Linked DNA regions of Mus musculus: regions 1 and 3 are each linked to region 2. The links are chromatin contacts, called in public Hi-C and promoter capture Hi-C maps. All regions are on one chromosome and are shown on one strand. The core of a region is the stretch at or near the end of the contact, and the rest is flanking DNA. Distances in the headings are between cores, read along the strand shown.

Region 1 (4,471 bases), core at 1,439-3,938, 2.5 Mb after region 2:
ATAGGAAATAAGACAAGCCAGCAGGAGTTTTTCTCACCAGCTACTGCTCATATATTAGTTGGGTCTCTGGCCTTATTTATACTTTATAAAACTTATTAAGAAAACAAAAAAACAGATCATAGAGTTACTGAGTAGTGTGCTCAGATCACAAATGTTACCAAGTTTCAGAAAAGTATAATCATTAAAACTAGCATCAACAACTAAGGGGATTACCTTTAAACTAAGATCTGTCCCTTATTCTGATGATTGGCTCAAGTGGCTTTCACCATAAGAGATTTTGGCATATGAAAACAAGCTAAACTAAACTACTCAGTAAACTTAAATGAAAACACTACTCTTCTGGTTAGCCATCTTAGGGAGTGATCTGTCCAATATCACCGCGGCACCTGGTTTTCAAAGAAGACAATTCAACTATCAAACAGAAACATCTTTATCTTATCATATCAACATCAATACCATAACACATCAATAAATTTTACAAGAATCTATAATAAACTTTATTCAGCTCTTTGCCAGGAATCAAGAGTCCTGTCCAAGCAGGCTCTTATCCATATCCTTCCTGATCATTCAGTGACAGGCAGGGTTTCTGACATCATAATCTAAATCAAAGCATTGTTAAAATAGTGGGATGTTACAAGGCAGAGAATACCCAAGTCTCTCTTTGCAAATCACCTGTTCACTATGCTCCTGACACAGCATCTATCTGTTTAACTCCAGAGGAGGGAGGAGGAGAAGGAAGAGGAGCAGAAGGAGGAAGGGGAAGAGAAAGAGGAAGAGGAAGAGGGAGAGGACAAGGACAAGAAGAGGAGGAGGAAGAAGAGCTCAGCTGGGCTGTAATTGAGAAGTAAGAAATGAGATGAGCTCAGATCAATCAGACCAGGCACGAAGGCCAAATTCTTCACACAAAAGCAAACAATGGAACACTGTGTAGGAACATGGAGGTTCTCAGAAATCTACTGAATGACGATTGTGCTCTACAACCTTAATGACAAGTGACTTGAGAACCCCTCATCAATGAACATAAACACACTAAAAACTAGAATATAAAAGAATTTTTCCACAGAATAAACTATGTCCTTTAAATTATCCAAGAATATTGAATGATTTTTCCACAAGGAATAAGTCCTTTCTCAGAAAAAGACTATTATTTTTACGTACCAAAAAGATAATACTTAAAAGCTGGCTGTGGGTCATATATCTTGGAAGAGAACCTGCAAGTGCCACTTTACTAAACTACCATAATCCCTAACTATTTTCTAAATATTTGTCTTTATAACCACAAATAAGTGTAGTCCTCAGCCCTGATCAAAACATAAGTCTCTTGGCAACAGACCAAAACCATTACTGAAAACCACAAGCAACTGAAATGCAGAATTGTGGAGCCAAGTCCCAATGGATACATCTATAGCACAAGTCCTGCACCTCAGGTTCAACCAACATTGCTGAAGAGGGACAGACAGATTACTAAGAGCCAGAGGATCAGAGAGCAGAGAACTTATTCTGATGCCATGTCTCCTAGTAAATATGTCCTAGAAATATGTCCCTAAAGTCTCTCCGACATGACTGCCTATACAGGATCTGAACAAGGACCACAATAGACATGCTAAAGCAGATGAGGACGAGACCACTGGGTCTCAGCCCTACACAAAGAACCACAGGCCACTAAAGAATGCTGAAAAGCAGGAGAGACAGTCTTCCCCAGGGAGGAGCACACCAATTAGCTACTCAACACCAAATGGTCAGGCCTGAGAACATACACACAAGTAACATTATACAGACGGTACGGGGTGTGTTCATGTATTTGGGAATTTACATATACATATGTAATATGTATATGTAAATTCCTAGATACATTATGCATATATATGTAACAATTAATGAAAAAGTAGGCACAAAGTTGAAAAAGACCAAGCAAGGGTGTATAGGAGGGTTTGGAAGTAGAAAAGTGAAGAGCAAATTATGCAATTATATTACAATATGAAAAAATTAAATAAATAATATATACGGTTATGTAGCTTAGTCATAGATACTTACCTAGCATGCATGGGACTCACGGTTTCATCTTCAGTGCCAGTTTTCTAAAAAGTAGAATTCCTCCTGACAGTTACAGAACTGTATTTTTTTTTTAATTAAAGAAGAGAAAATATAAGGAAAAGTTATCGCAGCCAAATGATGACTCTTATCCTCCACATGCTGCTGCGGACTTCCTGCGTTACGTGGAATTTATATAACACGAAAGTGGGAATTGTGCAGCGTTCTAAAAATACATAACCCAGGACACTGACTCTGCCTTAAGTGTTCAGTATGGGCAGGCTCAGATCTGGCAGAGCCTTGGGACCACTGCTCATCAGAAACTTACTGCAGTAATCCTAACACACTTGCAAATCCCTGTCTTGAAATCGTGTGCAGGTCCTCCGTCAACAGCTGCGAGAAGTAGGAAGATTGACTGCCATGTAAATTTAAAGCTGTAGACAAATATTTCAATTTTATTAAGTAAAATACCTTTGGGCATCAGGGATCCTGTAGCCAATTAAATATACTATTTACGCTTTCGGTCTCTGGAATCCCAAGGCAGAAACAAAGAAAGTGAGCACAGCTGTGTGCCAGTAGTTACATGGGCCTGTGCCCATTCTCAGAAGCCCCAGCGGGCCTGGGAAGCAGATGACCCCAGCAAAAGAACTCTTCACACAGCGGGTGCTGACTCTCCAGGTACCCCACCCTGAGGACAGCCAAATTTAATGTGTTCCTGGTGGGAAAGGCTGAGCTCCGCAATGACCTAATAGTTAACAGACACAGGCCAAGGCTGTGAGACTCTCTGGCTGCTTAATGCTATTAATTTTGAAAGTGAGAACATAATTGGCTGTCACTTACCACCTGTGGTTGATGTTAGTGCTTCAGGAAGGAAGGAGGGAAAAAAAAGGCAATCGGAGGCCAGAGATCACAGGGTCTATGCAGCCTCCAGCTGGGCCTCTTAAAGAGTGTTGACAACTTCACTGCACACCTCCCTGGAGGGCTCTCTCACTCCCGGTTATAATTTGTCACATCTTCACAGAATGCAACCCTACTTCGCTTACCTCACTTTGGCCATATTTGAAAACCAGAGAGACCAACAGCGACTTTTCTGGCGCAGTCTTCTTTTCCTTCCATTTTTCCAACATAAAAGCAGCGGCTGAGAACAGGGCAGAGATAGTGACTTCAGCAGCTCAGAGCCCATTTACTTCTGTTAGGAGCAGGGGCTTTTGACAGGAAAAGAACATTTTGTTCAAATTTGAAAAGAGTTGGTGCAGTATATATTTTTTCTCTCTCTCTCTCTGAGTGTGGCTAATGTCACACTCCTATCTTCTCTTGTATGATAGAGGAATATGAACCTTCCTCCCTGCAGTCATAATCAAGCCATGGTCATCATAAATGACATACACTCAAAACACAAAACGAAAAACAAAACCCTAAGATCGATATAACATGAAAAAGACTCTCATCTCATGGAAATGAACGGCCCACAGCACGTGAAATACAGGGCAGTAGGTTCATAGACACATAATTCCGGACATCTTTTACAATTTTACCATTGACTTCCTTTGATTTTTGTACAAGCCACTGACTGTTCTATCTCTGTACTTCAGCACAATGGCCATCCCTGAACACATTTCGTAACTCTTTTACCTAGTTCACCTCGCCCTCGAGCAAAGACAAAGGAGTTTACAATACCATTACTATACTATGCAGAGTGTGTGTTAACATAAATATCAGTTGTTAATTTATCTGTCAGAATTGTTCAAAAGTTGTAAAATAATCAATATGAAATGCCCTAATTTCTGCCAGAAAGAAAATGTTCAGTGTATGGTCCTTGTCATCATCATTATCAGGATTATCATTCAATTAGGTTTCTTTATATGTCTGTCAGTGTTTATGGAACATAAGCATTGTACAAGGCACTGCAGTGCTGACTCGTGAGCTATACAGGAACGGGCTACTGCATTGCTGTTTTTTGTAAGTCAAGCCATCTGCCCAAGAGACTAGGACCCTGTACCACTTGCTGAACGCCATGTATGATGTGAGGATTTAATAAAACCTTGCTGATCATTTATTAAATGTACAGCTTCTGTTTCTAGACATCACAGTTGTATCTACTGAAAGGAAAAATTTCCCAGGTAGTTATTTGTCTTCATTTATTAATTTACATTTCGATACTAATTAACTGATTCATGTTTACTAATTAATTTCAATGGCTCAGTTATATGATTGGTGATCTTTATATATAAGCTTTCCTGGTTTTCAGAATACAAGGAAAAAGCATGAAGTCATATGATATATTATTGCTTCTCAAATGTGTTATGAGAATTCCTTCATTTAAATTTCCTGGTTACAGTTGGGCGAAATAAGCAACTCCTACCTAAGACTTCTCAGAGCTCTTTTTTTTAATTAGGTATTTTCTTCATTTACATTTCCAATTCTATCCCAAAAGTCCCCC
Region 2 (4,254 bases), core at 878-3,377:
CCCTCCCCTACCCCCCTCCGCCCCCTCCCCCTCCCCCTCCCCCGCCCCCCTCCGCCCCCTCCCCCGCCCCCTCCCCCTCCCCCGCCCCCCAACCCTGGCTACTCCAGTGGAGGATGCATTAGAGCCCATGATGCCTGTTTGGTGTATGTGTTTCTGGGCATGTCTGTCAGAATTGCTCTACTTCCTATTGCTCTTTCTCTCATTTCTCTCTCCTTTGCTCTCTTCTGTTCTTTTTAGAGATGATGAGAAAACAATTAGCATCCCACCTTTGTATTTGGAAGCTTCCCAGTCCACCCTTTTTAGACTTTGAATAATTGTATGATTGCCTCATTTGGATTCCTACCCTTAATGTCTTATTACTGGAGTGAACTGAAAATTAACGCTGATTAAATAATTGCCATAGGTTTTCTTGCATTCTTACAAGACTATATAAAAATGTCTTATGTATTTCTGCAGTAAACTATCAAATCTTCTCTGACGGCATAGCATGAGGACATCAAAGCAATGCCTGGGTTATTTCTCTTTCCACCGCCAGCCTAAGGGCAGGCTATTCAACTGGCTTTGTTGTAATTGTAATTGACAATACCCACCTGCTCCCATGAATTACCTTTCATTTCCTGCCATGGTTTCTAAAACTGTCATTAAAAGTGCACCAGGAACAGAAACAATAAATCTACGCGCACGCGCATGTGTGTCCACATAATGAGCAGCTCAAAATAACATTTGCCATTTATATATTAACATAAAGTTGGTAGTCGCCAGAGGAGACCAAAGCATGGCAGATTGCTCTGCATCTGAGAATTATTGTCTTTGTTTGTTAAAGATGCTTTCCCAGGAAACCCAAGTTGATCATCTAATTAACGTTGCTGGGAACACAGGAGTGGTCCCAGTGAGAAGTTTGCTTAGATTCCTGGAAAACGATGAAGAACTCGTGTAATCCTGTGGAAAATAGCACATTTAATAGTAGGTGTTTTTTAAAAAAAATGATACACATTTTATGAAAAAGCTTTATGTAATTAAAAATCGTGGGCTTAGTTTTATATACTACTTTCTGTTCAATTAACACTAGGTGTAGGAAGTTTGTGTGGAAGGTATGGGGCTGTACCTGGAGTGGTTTTTTTGTTTGTTTTTGGTGGGTTGTTTTTTGTTTTTGTTTTTGTTTTTTTTTGTTTTTGTTTTTTTTGGTTTTTGTTTCCTTCACAAGTCAGAGATCACTGTGGATGTGACCTGTCTGGGCCTCTTCCTTTGTCAAAGTCCTTTTTGTAGCATCCTGGGACAAGGAAGATCATACACACTGAGAGAACTGCTAAAAGCTGTGACACTGCTTCCAGCCTGTTCCATCTTTCATAGAACAAGTGATGTATCGGACATAATAAAAACTGTACAAGCTTCTTGGTTTGGCGATGAGAGTTGAAGCTGAGAACTTTCAAACAAAGCATTATTAATATGAGCTTCTAAAATCCTGCCATCTCCAATTCTATGAAGCTTATCATAAACTAAACAGTCACATGGCAAAAAAAAAAAAAAAAAAATCCTGTTTCGGAGAGGTGGCAAGCATTACAAGCTTTCAAATACCCTTCCTGCGCTCAGATATTTTTAATTCTTTTCCAGTCAAGTTTCTGCAGCAGGGCCTCACTCCAAGAGCCCCATATAGGAGCAGAAGTCTGAATCAGGTACCCACCCACAACCAAATGAGAGAGAAAGTTTGGTCTGGAAGATTAAAGGGTCTGATGCATGAGACAGGACTGGATGACTTCTTGGTGCGCAGTTCTTTACCTCACAGTCCCATACTAGGAAGCCTGGTCTCCCTAGCGGGCTGTGAGGTCGCAGAGTCCCGGGATCCGCGGTCCCAGCGAAGGAGGAGGCGCAGACACCGCCGCAGCCTTTATAGTTTCTGCTGGGCTCCGCGAATGGAGCATAAAGTCCGACCAATGCCCAAATGCTGATTTTAATCTTGAGTCTGGTCCTCTGGATTGCGGTAGCTGAACCCATCAGAAGCCCAGCCAAGGGGCCGCCCCTCACCTCCTGGAGAGTTAATATGCAAAACAGTTACGTCAGATGTGGGGGCGGGGCACACCGGGGTTGACGGGCAGCCTGGCTTTTGCGGAGGGAGGAGGCGCGAGAATCATCCTGGTTCAGTGACTGAGACAAACTGGACGTGAGCGGAGCTGGTGCTGTCCACAGAGTGTCGGTGCTGAACCCCGGGTGTAAGGGATCGCCTGCTTGGGCACCTGGAGGCAACGCCCACTGGAACCCTATGTGCCCAGTGGGACCCGCTTCACCACAGGACCCAATTTAACTTGACAAAGGAGTGCGACTCGGACGTGGGAGAGACTCCTATGTTTGCAATCTGGGCGCCCACTCAGGCGTGACTTTGGAGATTCTGTAGTTCTAACTCAAAGTATTTGGATTTTTTTTCCAACCTAAGAGGATCTTTTCATCGTTATTATTTTTCTTTTTTCTTTTTTACACTGTGACTCATATTTTCACATCATTTAGAAATCTTTTTGGAGGACTTTTTTGTTTTTTACTTCAAATAAGGTAAGAATAGAATATTGTTATAAATGATTGCAAGTGGGTGAGAAATGCAGGCAGCCGTGAAAAAATTTAAAAATAAGTTATTTTTATTTCTATAATTTGAGACAGGACTTTGGAAATAATTATAAAAATTAATAATTTGATACAATAGAGATGCTCTTCTAATAATACTGAAGACCACGATTATTAAAGTGTTAAGGAAGTTGAGAGCTGTCTGTTTTTGTGAACTTAATGTCATGATACATCTTGCTTTATCAGTGTAAATATTTTAGATGAATACTTGTAGTGTGGCTTGGGTTTGTAACTGTTCAATATCAAGCCCACAAATATGTGTATGGATGTGATAAAAATTTCCAAGTTCTTTAAAATGCATTTAATTTAAAAGCATATTTGAATGACCTACTGTTTGCATAATAAATAATATTTTGTGTGTCTGAAACATGAATTGCAAAGTGCTGAGCTTGTTAACATGGTTTGGAGGGGAGACGGAAGGGATAGGGCTATTTCTGCCAGGCTGGCTTCATTTACATATGTTGTTGTGCAGCGGGTGCAAATAAAACTAGTGAAACTCAGTCTGTGAGGATTTCACACCCAAGGTCCTGTGAATTTCCAAGTTGGGGACTGCTTGTTCTGCTATTTCCTAGTAGATGTCATCTCTCCCCAGCCCGTCAGGTCAGAGGTGAATGCAAATGAGATACTCTGATTTAATAATATAGTATCAGCTTACATTATAGTGTTGACTGCTTAGGTGATTGAGTGAGGCAGGTAAGCTTGGGTTGAGAAGATGTCTTGCTATTTCATCAACCTTTAACCTCTTGCATGCTTAACAGAGAACGTTTTTGACTTAAAAGGTTTCACGTGAAGCTATGTTCCTTTTGTCATTTGGCAGTGTGATCTGAGTGTGTTTTGAAAGGAGAACTTGGTATGGATAAACACCATACAAGACTGCTCATAGTGAGCAAACACTAAATGGTGGAAGTTACTTGGTGTTCCCATAGATAGTGCTATTGTTCACACATGTATTAAACAGATGAGATATGTCTGGGAAATGGTGTGATTCTCCATTCATGGCATTCAGTGACATTAGATGGAGGAGAAAGAGTGCCTAGAAAAAGTCAAAGCTTGTTTCATTACAATTCTTGTGTTAATCGGAATAGGTGAGCTGTAGTGCTGCTTCCTACTTGACTGTCTGAACTCACCAAGCTGTGCACATCATCAAGGTGTAGTAAGTTAAGTTCATGTGTGTTGGATGTTAAAATGTCTTAGGCATTTGCACAATAGTTACATTAGAGTTACTGGGATGAAGTTTAGGTGCATATGGTTTTAAGTCATTCATCTGAGTAGAGGTTTTTTTCATTTTGTTTATATCACAGCTTCTAGGGGAGGGATTGCTACAAGACATGCATATTGCTGCAGATTATCCTGAGCTAAAGTGAATCCTCTTACACTGTTACCTGTTTCTCACTTAACAAATATTCTTTGTAGGATTCATGCTAGTCATTAGTCCATGTGTTTAAATGTTCATACATAAATAAAAATTTGAACAAGTAGACTCATAAAGCAACGTCATTTATCACAACAATAAATAAGACACATGAAGTAAGACATGCCTGGAAGTTTTGATAAATATGACTTTGTTTTATGAAATTGTTTTTCATCACTATTCATCATAAATTTTCTTTTAAAAACTAATCATAGTGAAATAAGTTTTTCACT
Region 3 (4,092 bases), core at 81-2,580, 2.3 Mb after region 2:
AAATCAAGTTATAGTTAGTATTTACAGTTCTAAAATATAAAGTCACATATATCCCACCTCTTAGCTGTTTTTGCTGAGTGATGAGATTTTGAGTAATTATCACTTACTCAGTTGTAATTTTTGCATTTTCTGACTTTTCTGTTGTGAATTTTTCTTGTTGCCAAAAAAAAAAAAATCAAGGAAATGTGCTAATTTCATTCTACAAATGAAGCATGCATACTGAATGTGTTTCCTCTCTGTTAGCCTAGGTATTATCCTGTTTCTTTGAAAGTCTTTACTGACTGGAGGGAAATGGAGGTGATGTTTACTCCACAAAGTCAAACTGACCCATTCTAGCTACTGTATTTGTATTGTTGGCTTGAATGCCAACAAAGATTAATGAGCGATTCATTATCTGTGGTTTGCCAGTACTGTCTCATTATAAAAGCTAGAAGTCTTGCTTTACCAAAGCGTCTAGTTTAAAATATAAATTCTTCCAACTATCCTTTCTTCACCAATGGTTCCCAACATTAACTAAAATTCTTCTCTTTATTTTGCAATGTTGTCTGAAAATGTTTTTTTTAATTATTTAAAATGACTCCAATCCACGATGACTCTCTTATTTTATCTTTGTCCATGTAGGAAGGGCATAATCTTTAATTTTTTTTCATTTATTATTTTATACATAAGAACATTTTTATTCAATTACACATTGTGAGCTGAACCCCACACAATTTAAAAGTTTAAATTACAATGACAGCTTCTGAAATACATTTTCAAAGAATAGGGTACATGAAATTTTAAATGTAATTATTTTGAGGTTTTGTGATATTTTAATACAGTAGATCCTGGGCAATCATATGAAACAAATGAGGTTATATTGCATTCTCAATAATTCATGAATCTTTAATACATCTAATAATTACTTATTGAATGGCTAATATTAGAGTAGATAGTAGAAATAGCTCTCTGCAGGTGAGTAAAATAAAATATTTGGGAAAATTGATTTTTTTTCGCTTATTAAATTTAAGGCTAAAGCTAAAATAGTGAAATAATTGCTACTAAATTAGACTGAAATAACTTTTCCTCTAAAAGAAAGGTAAAGGTGAGCACTTAGTATCATAATAGTGCAATCCTTCTCAGCCCTGCACATACAATCACTGTTCAGGTGGAATTCTTCCAGAGTCACAGGGACTAGCATACTGTCAGAGTCTTCATGGGAACTAGAAAATGAGAAGAAAAATTATTATTTGTACTTGCCATGCTATTAGTGGTTTATAGACTCGCTCCAAATAAAATCACACTGCCATAGCCTCCTAAGTCCTAGACATAAGCTATGTGCTACAGTCCAAACAGATGAAGTTAATAAGTGAGTCTTGGACCAATGAAGGGGAAAAGAAAGGAAGCAAAATATGTGAGCATGTCGCCCTGATGGACAATTGTCATTAGTGGTGAGTCTGAATTAAGTGTAAGGTGACCTTGGCAACATATCTATTTCCTTCCTAGGACACAATATAATGATCACATTTTCACATCATTACTGTAATGGTGTTTTGTCATTATACAGAGAATATGGGGCATTTTCACCCATCAATAGAAGATGGGCTTAAAATAGAAGGGAAAAATAGTCTCCTTAGAAATGTGGATGATTTTTTTTTTCTCTTCAAGGAAAGCAAATGTTTACAAGAACTGTTAATGAAGCAAAAGGTTTCACAGCCCCATCTAGTGGTCAGGAGATGATTTACTGCAAACACCACCTAGATTTGTGGTTCAGAGGCACTGCATTCCTGAAGTCTTGGAGTCTTACTGGTTGTCCTAGCTGATACAATACAGGACAAGCACGCATGCTAAGTAGAGGTTGAAAAGTAAGTATTTCTCTGCTCATGTATTAATCCTTAAATAGTCAGAATCATCAATTTCAGATGTAAACTTAGTGCTGAATTCTACTGGTAAAGCACTGAACACTACAAATAGCTCATGGTAAGTATTTTGATAATAGAACCACATACACAGCGTTTGTATACCCAAGGACTTTGGAATTACAACACTCTTAGAATTAAGTCAGATGTGGGTGTGGGAGCTCATAATTGTGATCCCAGCCCTTGACTGGCCTAGGCAAGATTGTGCCAGTGCCCAGCTTTAGGTACAAATGATAACTGCCTCAAACATTACTATAAGATGGAAGTCAAAATAAAAAATAGATTAAAATTTCAAAGAATATCTCACTAAAATGAGAAGATTTGTGATTATAATTTGTGTGGCATTTTGGGACTAAATCAAATCTACTAAACATAACACCATGCTTAATTCATAAAACCCCACCATCAAGCACCAACACTCAAGGATTTAAAACCGTAACCTTTTACTAAGATGACATTAAACTTTAATAATTTACTTATAAAGTAATATCTTTATCGGCCTGGAGACAGATCAGTTGGTAAAGTGCTTGCTATACCTACAGGGTACCTGGGTTCAGATCCGCAGCACCCACATAAAATGGTGGGAACAATGGTGTGCATCTGCAATCCAGGTCTGGGAGGCAGAGGCAAAAGGACGCATGAGCTCACTATCTAGCCAGTCTAGTAAAATCCATGAACCCTGGATCCAGTGAGAGACCCTGGCATAAAAAAATAAGGTGGAGACCCTTACAGGAAGATACCCAACATTAACCTCTGACCACCATATGTGCATACACACATATACACACACATAAATGTAACAAATGCATCCTCAAAAAAAAAAGAAAATTTAAAATGCACATTTTTATATTATAGCAAGATAAAAAGCACTAATGAATACACAGACTTACCGTAATTTTTATGTAGGTGCAACAAAGTACCTGGAGCCTGATAAGAAACTCAGCCAAGGACTGTGTGTCCTCCTGCTGAAGATCAAGCAGGTCTCACTTAAGTGGTCACATGGTGCAAAGGAGCTCAGGGGGTGTGCGGGATCCTAACCAGCTGCCAGGCTTTGGCAGTTCAGAGATGCTACATCTGGTCTCCTAAGCAGTTTCACGGGCATCATCAATAACCCATAATCAGCATGTAATGGTCCGACAAGTTTACCAACGAGACCATCCTGGAAGTCAGCCAGTCCTTCAGCACTGACAGGAGCTCCCTGCAATCCAATCCTCCTGAGTTAGACACGTTTAGAGAATGGATGACAGGAAGAAGTCGAAAGAACAGCTGTTGGGAAAGTAAACACAGTGAGACCAGAGGAGATGAAGGAAATACATCCGAGAGCGGAGGTGAAGCTCATCAACAAGGTGGAAGGAAGAGTTAGATAGGAGAGATGGGGAAGCATGTTTCCAGCTTGGAGTCAACCGCAATATTTTCACATTCATGAGTCTGGCGCTTCCCAAGTCAAAAGTCAGAGTCATTTTCAGAATTAAGCTCACATCTAAAGATGATAACTGAGAATATTCTTAGGTTGCTATAATTAAAAGTCAAAACTAGAAAGGAGTTAACTACTCGCTATTGATGGTGATCTCCAGGGTTAATTTTGGCTACATGCATCTTACCTGGATATTTATATGACTTTAATTAACTGTGGTTGGAGACCTTTAATCCCTTATTACCAGGAATAAATATGAATTAATGAATGTCAAGAAAAGGCTGTACCAATTACACTGAAAGGAGGAATTACAAGGGTCAAAAAAAAAAAAAAAAAAGAACTGGATTGCTTTTTCATGCAGGACTTGTGAGTAGCTGTATTGCAAATAAAAATGAACTCTTAACCCCTTATTTCTAGTCTGTCTCTAGTCTCTAGGACAATGGGAAATCCTTTGATTCCCTTCAGTCAATGAGAGGTAGAATCACAGTACTCCACCTGAAGTGTCAAGCATCTGTCAACCATAATCACCATTTCAACTTTGCCTTTCCCCTAACATCAGCCTGGAAATCACTGGAGAGAATGACAGGGGCTTAGGAGTGGAGCATCTGACTGGCTGGCTGGGATCTCTAACTGTGTAAATAGGGAGCTGATAGGAAGGAAATAAAGTCTGAAAAAATATGCCCACCCTTCCTCTGCCCCAGTGGCATTGCTGTATTCTCATAAAACTGTTGTTCCTGCCACATTTAAATCATTTTGCCCTTGAAGTCACTTGCTATTGCT

The links. Promoter capture Hi-C pulls out the DNA fragments that hold promoters and counts their contacts. A called contact is a pair of places that touch in the nucleus more often than the background predicts.
Region 1: a contact with region 2 is called in a promoter capture Hi-C map of second pharyngeal arch cranial neural crest. The contact joins the enhancer-like site here to the promoter of Fstl5 in region 2. A contact is called at or near these places in 15 of 39 promoter capture datasets (the 3T3-L1 cell line, 3T3-L1-derived adipocytes, the C10 cell line and 9 more), 1 of 15 datasets of contacts at CTCF or cohesin (pro-B cells), 3 of 484 Hi-C or Micro-C datasets (embryonic fibroblasts, muscle stem cells and ventricular fibroblasts) and 2 of 9 other capture datasets (adipose tissue and liver).
Region 3: a Hi-C map of cerebellar granule neurons shows a contact between it and region 2, with 4 times the contacts expected there. The contact joins the enhancer-like site here to the promoter of Fstl5 in region 2. A contact is called at or near these places in 20 of 39 promoter capture datasets (the 3T3-L1 cell line, 3T3-L1-derived adipocytes, the C10 cell line and 13 more), 2 of 15 datasets of contacts at CTCF or cohesin (pro-B cells and stem cell-derived epiblast-like cells), 59 of 484 Hi-C or Micro-C datasets (the AML12 cell line, the AtT-20 cell line, B cells and 37 more), 5 of 115 datasets of contacts at active chromatin or transcription factors (PVALB interneurons, VIP interneurons, astrocytes and 1 more) and 3 of 9 other capture datasets (adipose tissue, liver and pancreatic islet).

What each region holds. Positions count from the first base shown.
Region 1 is chr3:78,592,148-78,596,618 of GRCm38.p6, forward strand. No RefSeq gene overlaps it. Among named protein-coding and RNA genes, the nearest start is that of Gm36288, 180 kb to the left of the region's middle. Within about 2 kb of position 2,689, at least 29 of the 459 cell types and tissues checked have an H3K27ac peak or open chromatin away from gene starts, as enhancers often do. A contact at or near this core is called in pro-B cells and second pharyngeal arch cranial neural crest, where this site is marked.
Region 2 is chr3:76,072,434-76,076,687 of GRCm38.p6, forward strand. Fstl5 (follistatin-like 5) reads left to right here and starts at 2,128. Exons shown (of 16, transcript NM_178673.4): 1 at 2,128-2,541.
Region 3 is chr3:78,356,846-78,360,937 of GRCm38.p6, forward strand. No RefSeq gene overlaps it. Among named protein-coding and RNA genes, the nearest start is that of Gm36288, 52 kb to the right of the region's middle. Within about 2 kb of position 1,331, at least 2 of the 459 cell types and tissues checked have an H3K27ac peak or open chromatin away from gene starts, as enhancers often do. A contact at or near this core is called in cerebellar granule neurons, where this site is marked.